2 separate regions of the Mus musculus genome follow, and region 1 is linked to region 2. The links are chromatin contacts, called in public HiChIP or PLAC-seq maps. All regions are on one chromosome and are shown on one strand. Each heading gives the region's core, a stretch centred on a gene start, on an enhancer-like site or on the middle of the called end of the contact. The rest is flanking DNA. Distances are from core to core; before and after follow the strand shown.

Region 1 (3,425 bases), core at 458-2,957, 520 kb before region 2:
TTTTACCTGGACTCTGGCGGTCTGAACTGAGGTCTTCACTTTTGTCCACTGAGCCATCTCCCCAGTTCAGTATTAAAGTATTTGAAAAGTTGACTAGCAGAGCTAGGCGTGGTGGTGCCACACATATAGAGGGATAAGTCAGGGAGATTGAGAATCTAAGGCCAGCTGGCTATGCAGCGAAAGCCTGACCCAGAAAAATAAAAGCAAGCTTGAATCTTTGAATTCTTCCTCAGTCACATTCTATGTTTTCAGATGGTTTGTGCATCAGCAGACCCCCCAATCACATCTCCTCCTCCTAGCATACCCCATGTGGGTAGCACAGAGCCAATGACTGACAGCTACTGCTAGTGTTCATTTCTCACTATATCTGTGAGTAGTGGTAGGATGGAGATGCTGGGACCAGGAGAGACTTACAGTGCCGAAAACCAGGATGTCAAAACGGATGCCGAAGGCTTTGATCAACGTCCGCTTTTCCACATTGTTCTCCTTATAGTACTTGGCATATCTGTGGGAGAAAAGCAGCCATCTTTATAGCATCCTCTCTGACAAGTGCTGGTGTCTTATGGGGAGAAAGAACAAACTAGTAGGCATTCCAGTCTTCCTTGTCTGCTCTTGATGCCATTCTAGATCTTAATGGAGGGCAAAGATTATGTGGGGGAAGGCTATTCAAAAAAGGGGCCTCTGGACCTGAATGAGTGCCAAAGAGGGGTTTCGGAAGGTCTGAGTAGCTCCACCTTGGTACAGGCAGGTGGTGAGTTGGTGAGGGGCACTGGACAAGGTGCTTTTCTTCACATAATGGATTAAATAATGTCCTCCCCGAAAGAAGATAGGCTCAAGTCACCCCCCAACCCCAGGCCAGCACCACAATGATGACCTTATTTGGAAACAGAGTTTTTGCACATGTAAATAAAACTCTCAAGATGAGATTCCTGGAGGTCCTACATCCCATGATTAAGCAGGCATCCTTATAAATTAAGTGGAGAACCTTAATTTATAAGGTTTATTTATTTTTTTCAACCCTTCAGGGATGAAAGCAGAGGTTGTTCAGCTATGAGGTAAGAGATTCCCGAAGCAGATAAAGATGGAGGAGGCAAGAGAAGACCTTCAGAGAGCGACAGCCCTTCTGACACCTGGTCTGCTCAGACTTCTAGTCTCTATGAGAGAATGTCTACAGCCTGATGCAATTTATAGTAATCTGCTATAGCACCAAAGGAAACTAATATGTACCCAAACATGTTCTGGAGCCAAGAAGTGCATCTTATCTCCCCTGTATCATACGTGAGTCAACGGAATCGGGCGCTCACCAAAGGACATTCTGTAGTGTATCTTCTTCATTTTAGTGTGTGTGTGTGTGTGTGTGTGTGTGTGTGTGTGTGTGTGTGTGTAGACCAGAAGTCTGTATCAGGAATCTTCCTCAATCACTCTCTCTGCCTTATTTCATCAGACCTGTTCTCTCTCTGAACCTTCTGAACACCAGCTTGTCTGGACCAGTTGGCCAGCGAGCCCCAGGAATCCCCCTGTCTCTGTTTGTGTGGCACTGGGATTCTAGGCACACACCACTAGGCTTGGTTTTCTGCACGGATGCTGGAAATCCAAACTCATGTCCTCTCGCTTGCGTGACAAGCACTTTTCTGACCGAGCCATCTCCCCAGCTCCCATAAATCTTTTTCTTGAGGACTAAGTTACATAATGTGAACTTTTAAACTTCCTGTTAAAAAAAAAAGAAAGCTATATTTTCCCCCCATACCTCATATAGCCAGTCATTTCCTTCTCTCTTTTGATGCTCTTTGAAAACAACTTGTCCTCTTGCCTATCAGATCTCCATAATTTATTTTTGTCCAAAGCTTTCTCCTGGTGCTCATTCAACAACAAATTGGCTAACGTTTTATTCTAAAGGAATACTGACGTCACAGTGCCTTCGGGTCTCAGGAGAGCTCAGATCCTACCAGGACCGAATGTTCTTAGGTTTAGCTCTGAGAGCGGCAGATGACAGCTAATGTCTGCTTGGTACACTGTCCTTGCATGCTCTGTCTGCTTGATAAATTAAAATGCCCAGGACAGCCAGGGGACCATTCATTCTGGCCATAGCCTATTCAGCACATCACATTGTTCTGCAAGGATGATCAAAAAGATATCTGAACTAAGAGCCTCTTCCTGAGCCCAGGATGAGAGTTCACCAACCCCGAGGAGGCAGAAAGCCTCAGCCAGCTTGCAGGTTGAGTCAAGGGTCTCCAGAGGGGCTGGGCATAAAGCATGCCAGTGACATATAAAGACAGAAAGGAGTGGCAAGGACAGTGACATCACAAAAGCTGTATGCTCTTTCTTCAGGGGGGCTGATCTCCAGCTCCCAGCAGTGCTGTTGTAATGGGATAGGAGCCCAGCATAATTAAAAGTTGTAAACCTTTTGTCAGATACTTCAGTTTCTCGGGAAGAAGAGCCCAGATCTTTGTGTAGAATATCACAAAGTTGAAAACATTCTGTACATGCAAAAACAGAAACAAAAACTAAAACCGGAATCTCCAGGGGATCTTGTTCCAGTGATGGTATTTGCTAAGTCGGGATAGAGAGGTAGGGCACTATGACCCTCAGCATATAAGCAAGCATCCAGGGGAGGCCCATGACCCAGGATCCAGGATAGAGCTCTGAGGACAGGCATCTGGCTCAGCAGTATTCAAATTCGAGCTAAGAGCAGAGCCCCACGGAGACCTGTGATAGTACAGGTCATGGACTGGGCCCCTATACAGTCTCACACAGGCTGAGCATCTAGGCTGGGCCCAGGAATGTGTGTTTTTGACTCACTGTGTTGCTGGTGATGAGGGCTGCTTTTGGAGAGCAGCTAGTCCACGCTGTAGACACGAAAGGCATTCATTCACAGATTTTACAAGTTGCTTCTCAGAGCCCTGTTCTCTTCACTAAGAAAGGGAGCCATGTCTGCAGGAGTGCCTGCTCTGAGAGGCTTTCCTGGCCACGTTTGCCCATCCCTTTATCTTGCTGAATTTTTTTTCAGAGCACTTTTCCATCGTTAGACGCACAATACTTCAATTTATCTGCTTGTTCTATTGAGATACCATGTGCATGTCTTATAATGCGTATGTCTTAAAGGCTCTATTCAGCAGGGAGGGGGCTTGTTTGTTTATTTTAGGGTTTTTTTTTTGAGACAGGGTCTCTCTAAGTAGCTCTGGCTAGCTTGGGGCTTGCCATGTAGACCAGGCTGTCCCCAAACTCACAGAGATTTGCCTGTCTCTGCTTCTGCATGCTGGGCTTAAAAAGACATATACTGCCATGCCTGGCAATGGGTTTTGACAAGCGAAAACCTGTATCATCAAACAACTCAAGAGAGTTGAAAACTTTTCTCAGAAAACTCTCTATTTTTTTAAAGCCCAGAACCCACTATTCTGTCTTCTCATAGAGGAGTCTTGCCTACG
Region 2 (3,564 bases), core at 245-2,744:
ACAGGGTGCTGTGGCCCAGGTTGGTCTTGAACTCATAGCCATTCTTCTGCCTTTGGTCCCAGAATGCTGGAATTCAGGCATGTGAGTCTGGTTCCTTAACATCCTACTGTTAACCTTCTCCATTTGTAGGAGTCTCTCTTTTTCTCCTGCTGAGAGCTTTCTCAGGACTCCCTCCCAGCCTGGCTTTGCAGTACAATCCAGGCCTCCTCCCCTCCACCTCAGTGACAGAGAGAAGCTCTAGGCTGAGTACAGGTACAGAGGGCCCTGGGGCAGCTGGGAGGGTGTGAGCTCAGTGCTATTCACTTGTCCTGGGAGCTGAGATGGAGCTCACTGCCCTGCCCTGCCTCATCTGGGGGTCTTGCTGGCTGGTTAGACCCTGGAGCTGGGAGTTTGGTCTTAGGAGCTTGGAACTCCTGGGGGCTTCCTTGTCTGTTTCTCTTACAGGGGGGGCCAGGGGTATGGCTGGCTCTCCCAGCAGTCTGTGCCTCCTTTAGTCCTCCTTCCTCTTTTTCACGTCCTCCTTCCCGGCATCCCTCCAGGTCATATGAAGATCTTGGGACACTCGTGGAAGGTAGCCAAGTTGCTTCATCAGCACCGGGCATCTCGGCTGGATTAGGTAAGAGAGTGGGAGGCTTCGGAGCACAAAATCCCAACAGGAGCCTTTAAAGGATGCTGTTGGGGTTTTATGGAACAAGGGGCTTGGCACCCACCGCTCTCAGAGAGCTGAGAGTGTTCACATGTGTCCTCCAGCAGACGGAGGACATCCGGCAGGGGATGTTTGGGGGTGGGGGACCAGGAAGCTGTTTGATTATCCAGCTGTTTCAGTCTAAATCTGTTGCACATCTGGTGGCCTAGAAATTGCCTGTGATTTCATAGTCACTGACTTGCTGTCTGGGTTTGAGCTTGGCTCCAGGGAAGTGGGGGAGGAGGAGGAGGAGACGGGAGGGAGGAGGGAGGGAGGAAGGGAGGAGGGAGACAATCCAGAAAAGAGGAAGAAGGGCAAAGGATGGGGGAAGGAGCAGAGGAAGGAAAAAGAAGAGAGGCAGGAGAGAGGAAGGGAAAGGAGGAAGGGAAGGGGGGAGCGTGGGGGAGGAGCGTGGGGGGGAGGAGGAGTCTAATTTCTTCACAGGGAAGGACAAGCTTGCTTGCACAACCAGCCACTAGTTTCCTCCGTTCTGCCAAAACTGGAGTTGGCTTGTGCCAGGTCTTAACGCAAAGCACTGATTTCCTCCGAGGAAATAGGGGCCTTGGAGATGCTCTTGACAAAGATGATCGCTCCCCAAACCTATTTCACTCTGTCCTTACCACAGTAGAATGTTCTGAGAGAACCGGGGGCCAGCGATGGAGCCGTTACCGACTTTCTTCTACAAACGCTGAGCCAGCAGCAGTTCCTTCTTAACAGGATGTGGGGAAACGTGTCCAGGCATGAGTAGGGCCTTTGATAAGAGTTGTGGGGCACAGAGAAGATTACCATGTGGAAAGTTCTCAAACACGGAAGGAAAATCCCTCGCCCCTCCAATAGGTGCTAAGCAAGCAGTAGAGGAGGAGGTCTGCAGTCCCATCTCAGGGTGAATGAGTTCGATGATGGATTGCTAATGTCTGCTATGGCAGACAGGGCCAAGCTGGATGGGTTTGCTGCTTCACCTCTGCAGACTCAAACAGCTGCCTGTTGGAAATATTTAGAAGCAGTAATTGAAGCAGCAAATTTGAGATAGAAGAAAGAAAGTTCGACCCAGAGGTAGTCTTACTTTATGATTTCTTGTAGTTTCTATGGTGTGTGTGTGTGTGTGTGTGTGTGAGAGAGAGAGAGAGAGAGAGAGAGAGAGAGAGAAAGAGAGAGACAGAGACAGAGACCATGCTGGCCTTGAACTAACTGTGCAGCCAACGATGACATTGAATTCCTGATCCTCCTTGAAGGGACTCTAGCCAGCTTACACAAGGCAAGCATGGCTCTGGCAGGCCTTGCCCTTCTCCCCATACCTTCTGCCTCGCTAAAAAACACTAGAGAGCCCTTTCATTCTTGCCTACACCTCTTAAATAATGGAATTCCAGGCATGCACCACTTCGCCAGGTTTACATGGTCCTGAGGGATTGGGACTCAGCACCTTCTGCATACCAGCCAAGCACACTACTGAGCCACATCCCCAGCTCTCTCCGCCACCTTTTTTTTTTCCTTTTCTTTCTTTCTTTTTTTTTTTTTTTTTTTTTTGGTTTTTGTTTTTTGGTTTTTCAAGACAGGGTTTCTCTGTGTAGCCCTGGCTGTCCTGGAACTCACTCTGTAGACCAGGCTGGCCTCGAACTCAGAAATCCTCCTGCCTCTGCCTCCCAAGTGCTGGGATTAAAGGCGTGCGCCACCATGTCCGGCTCTTTTTTTTTTTTTTTCAGAAAGGGTTTCATTATATAATTGACACTGCCTCTAGTGTATGATCCTCCTGTCTCAGCTTCCTGAGTGCTGGGATTTCAAGCATACACACACACACACACACACACACACACACACACACACACACACAAAGCTATCTACCCTGTCTGGCTGCTGCCTCAGGTATCATTGTCTGTCAGGGTTGGGAATCAAGAGGCCCAGACCTGTTGGATCTCCCTGTCTCAGGATCTCCTGCCCATCTGCCTGAGACAGACAGAGGCCGGCAGGACAGGACTTGCTAATGAGCTGCACTTAGGGTCTAAATTCCCAGAAGTAGGTCACATTAGAAACTAAGTATGAATGAGGTACAGTGGCACATACCTTTACCCCCAGCACTTGGGAGGCAGATCTGTGAGTTCAAGGACTGCCTGGTCTACAGACTGAGTTCGAGGACAGCCAGGGCTGCATATTGAGACCCTGATTCAAATATAAAATATAAGAAGTTAAAAAAAGAAAGAAAGAAAGAAAGAAAGAAAGAAAGAAAGAAAGGAAGGGATAAAGAAAAGAAATTGATTGTGGTTTGTCCTCACGTTCTTGGCCCACAGGGTCAAGGGGTTAAACCTTTGCTGGGCAGCCTGGCCACAGGGCATACCCGTAGCCACTGTATATGCTCCCAGGAGGATAAGGCAGGTGGGTACTAGCTCTTCAGACCTGGGACTCTGAGAGGTGACCAGCCTTGAAGAACTTGAGGGGCCTCAGCTCAGGATCCCCAGGCTCTTTCCGAATGACCGTGCCGCAGACAGGACCCGGTCCCAACATCTTTGGAGAGGCGCACTGGCTATTGGCAGGCATCTCTTTCCAACCTGACGTCAGCTGAGTGCATTCAGCTTCAAAGTAACTGCATGCTTTCTTCCCGCTGACATCATTTCCAGGAATAGACACACCAATTACCACCCCAAAACCCGGTGCCGAGCAGGAAATGAAGTGGCAAAGGATGTGATGCTGACGTGTGAGGATCTGTGCAGTGCCCAGCAGGCACGGGCCCCTGTCCATGATGATTTCCCAGTGTAGCTTTCCAGGCAGATGCCAACCTGCTGGGTCAGCAGCATTCAGAGGCTGCTGCGGCTGCGGCTGCGGCACGCTATGAACGGGGCAGTTGGCCTTCCTTTCCTTTAAGACTGGGGTAGGGGTGGATTAGTCCA

What was found. HiChIP or PLAC-seq counts read pairs in DNA pulled down with a chosen protein or histone mark.
Region 1: an H3K4me3 HiChIP or PLAC-seq map of bone marrow-derived macrophages shows a contact between it and region 2, with 6 times the contacts expected there. The contact joins two enhancer-like sites. A contact is called at or near these places in 4 of 115 datasets of contacts at active chromatin or transcription factors (T-cell acute lymphoblastic leukemia, bone marrow-derived macrophages, memory CD8 T cells and 1 more) and 2 of 9 other capture datasets (adipose tissue and liver).

What each region holds. Positions count from the first base shown.
Region 1 is chr5:122,667,518-122,670,942 of GRCm38.p6, reverse strand. P2rx7 (purinergic receptor P2X, ligand-gated ion channel, 7) reads right to left here. Exons shown (of 13, transcript NM_011027.4): 9 at 415-505. Among named protein-coding and RNA genes, the nearest start is that of Mir8115, 13 kb to the left of the region's middle. Within about 2 kb of position 1,707, at least 20 of the 459 cell types and tissues checked have an H3K27ac peak or open chromatin away from gene starts, as enhancers often do. A contact at or near this core is called in bone marrow-derived macrophages, where this site is marked.
Region 2 is chr5:122,143,486-122,147,049 of GRCm38.p6, reverse strand. No RefSeq gene overlaps it. Among named protein-coding and RNA genes, the nearest start is that of Ppp1cc, 13 kb to the left of the region's middle. Within about 2 kb of position 1,494, at least 236 of the 459 cell types and tissues checked have an H3K27ac peak or open chromatin away from gene starts, as enhancers often do. A contact at or near this core is called in bone marrow-derived macrophages, where this site is marked.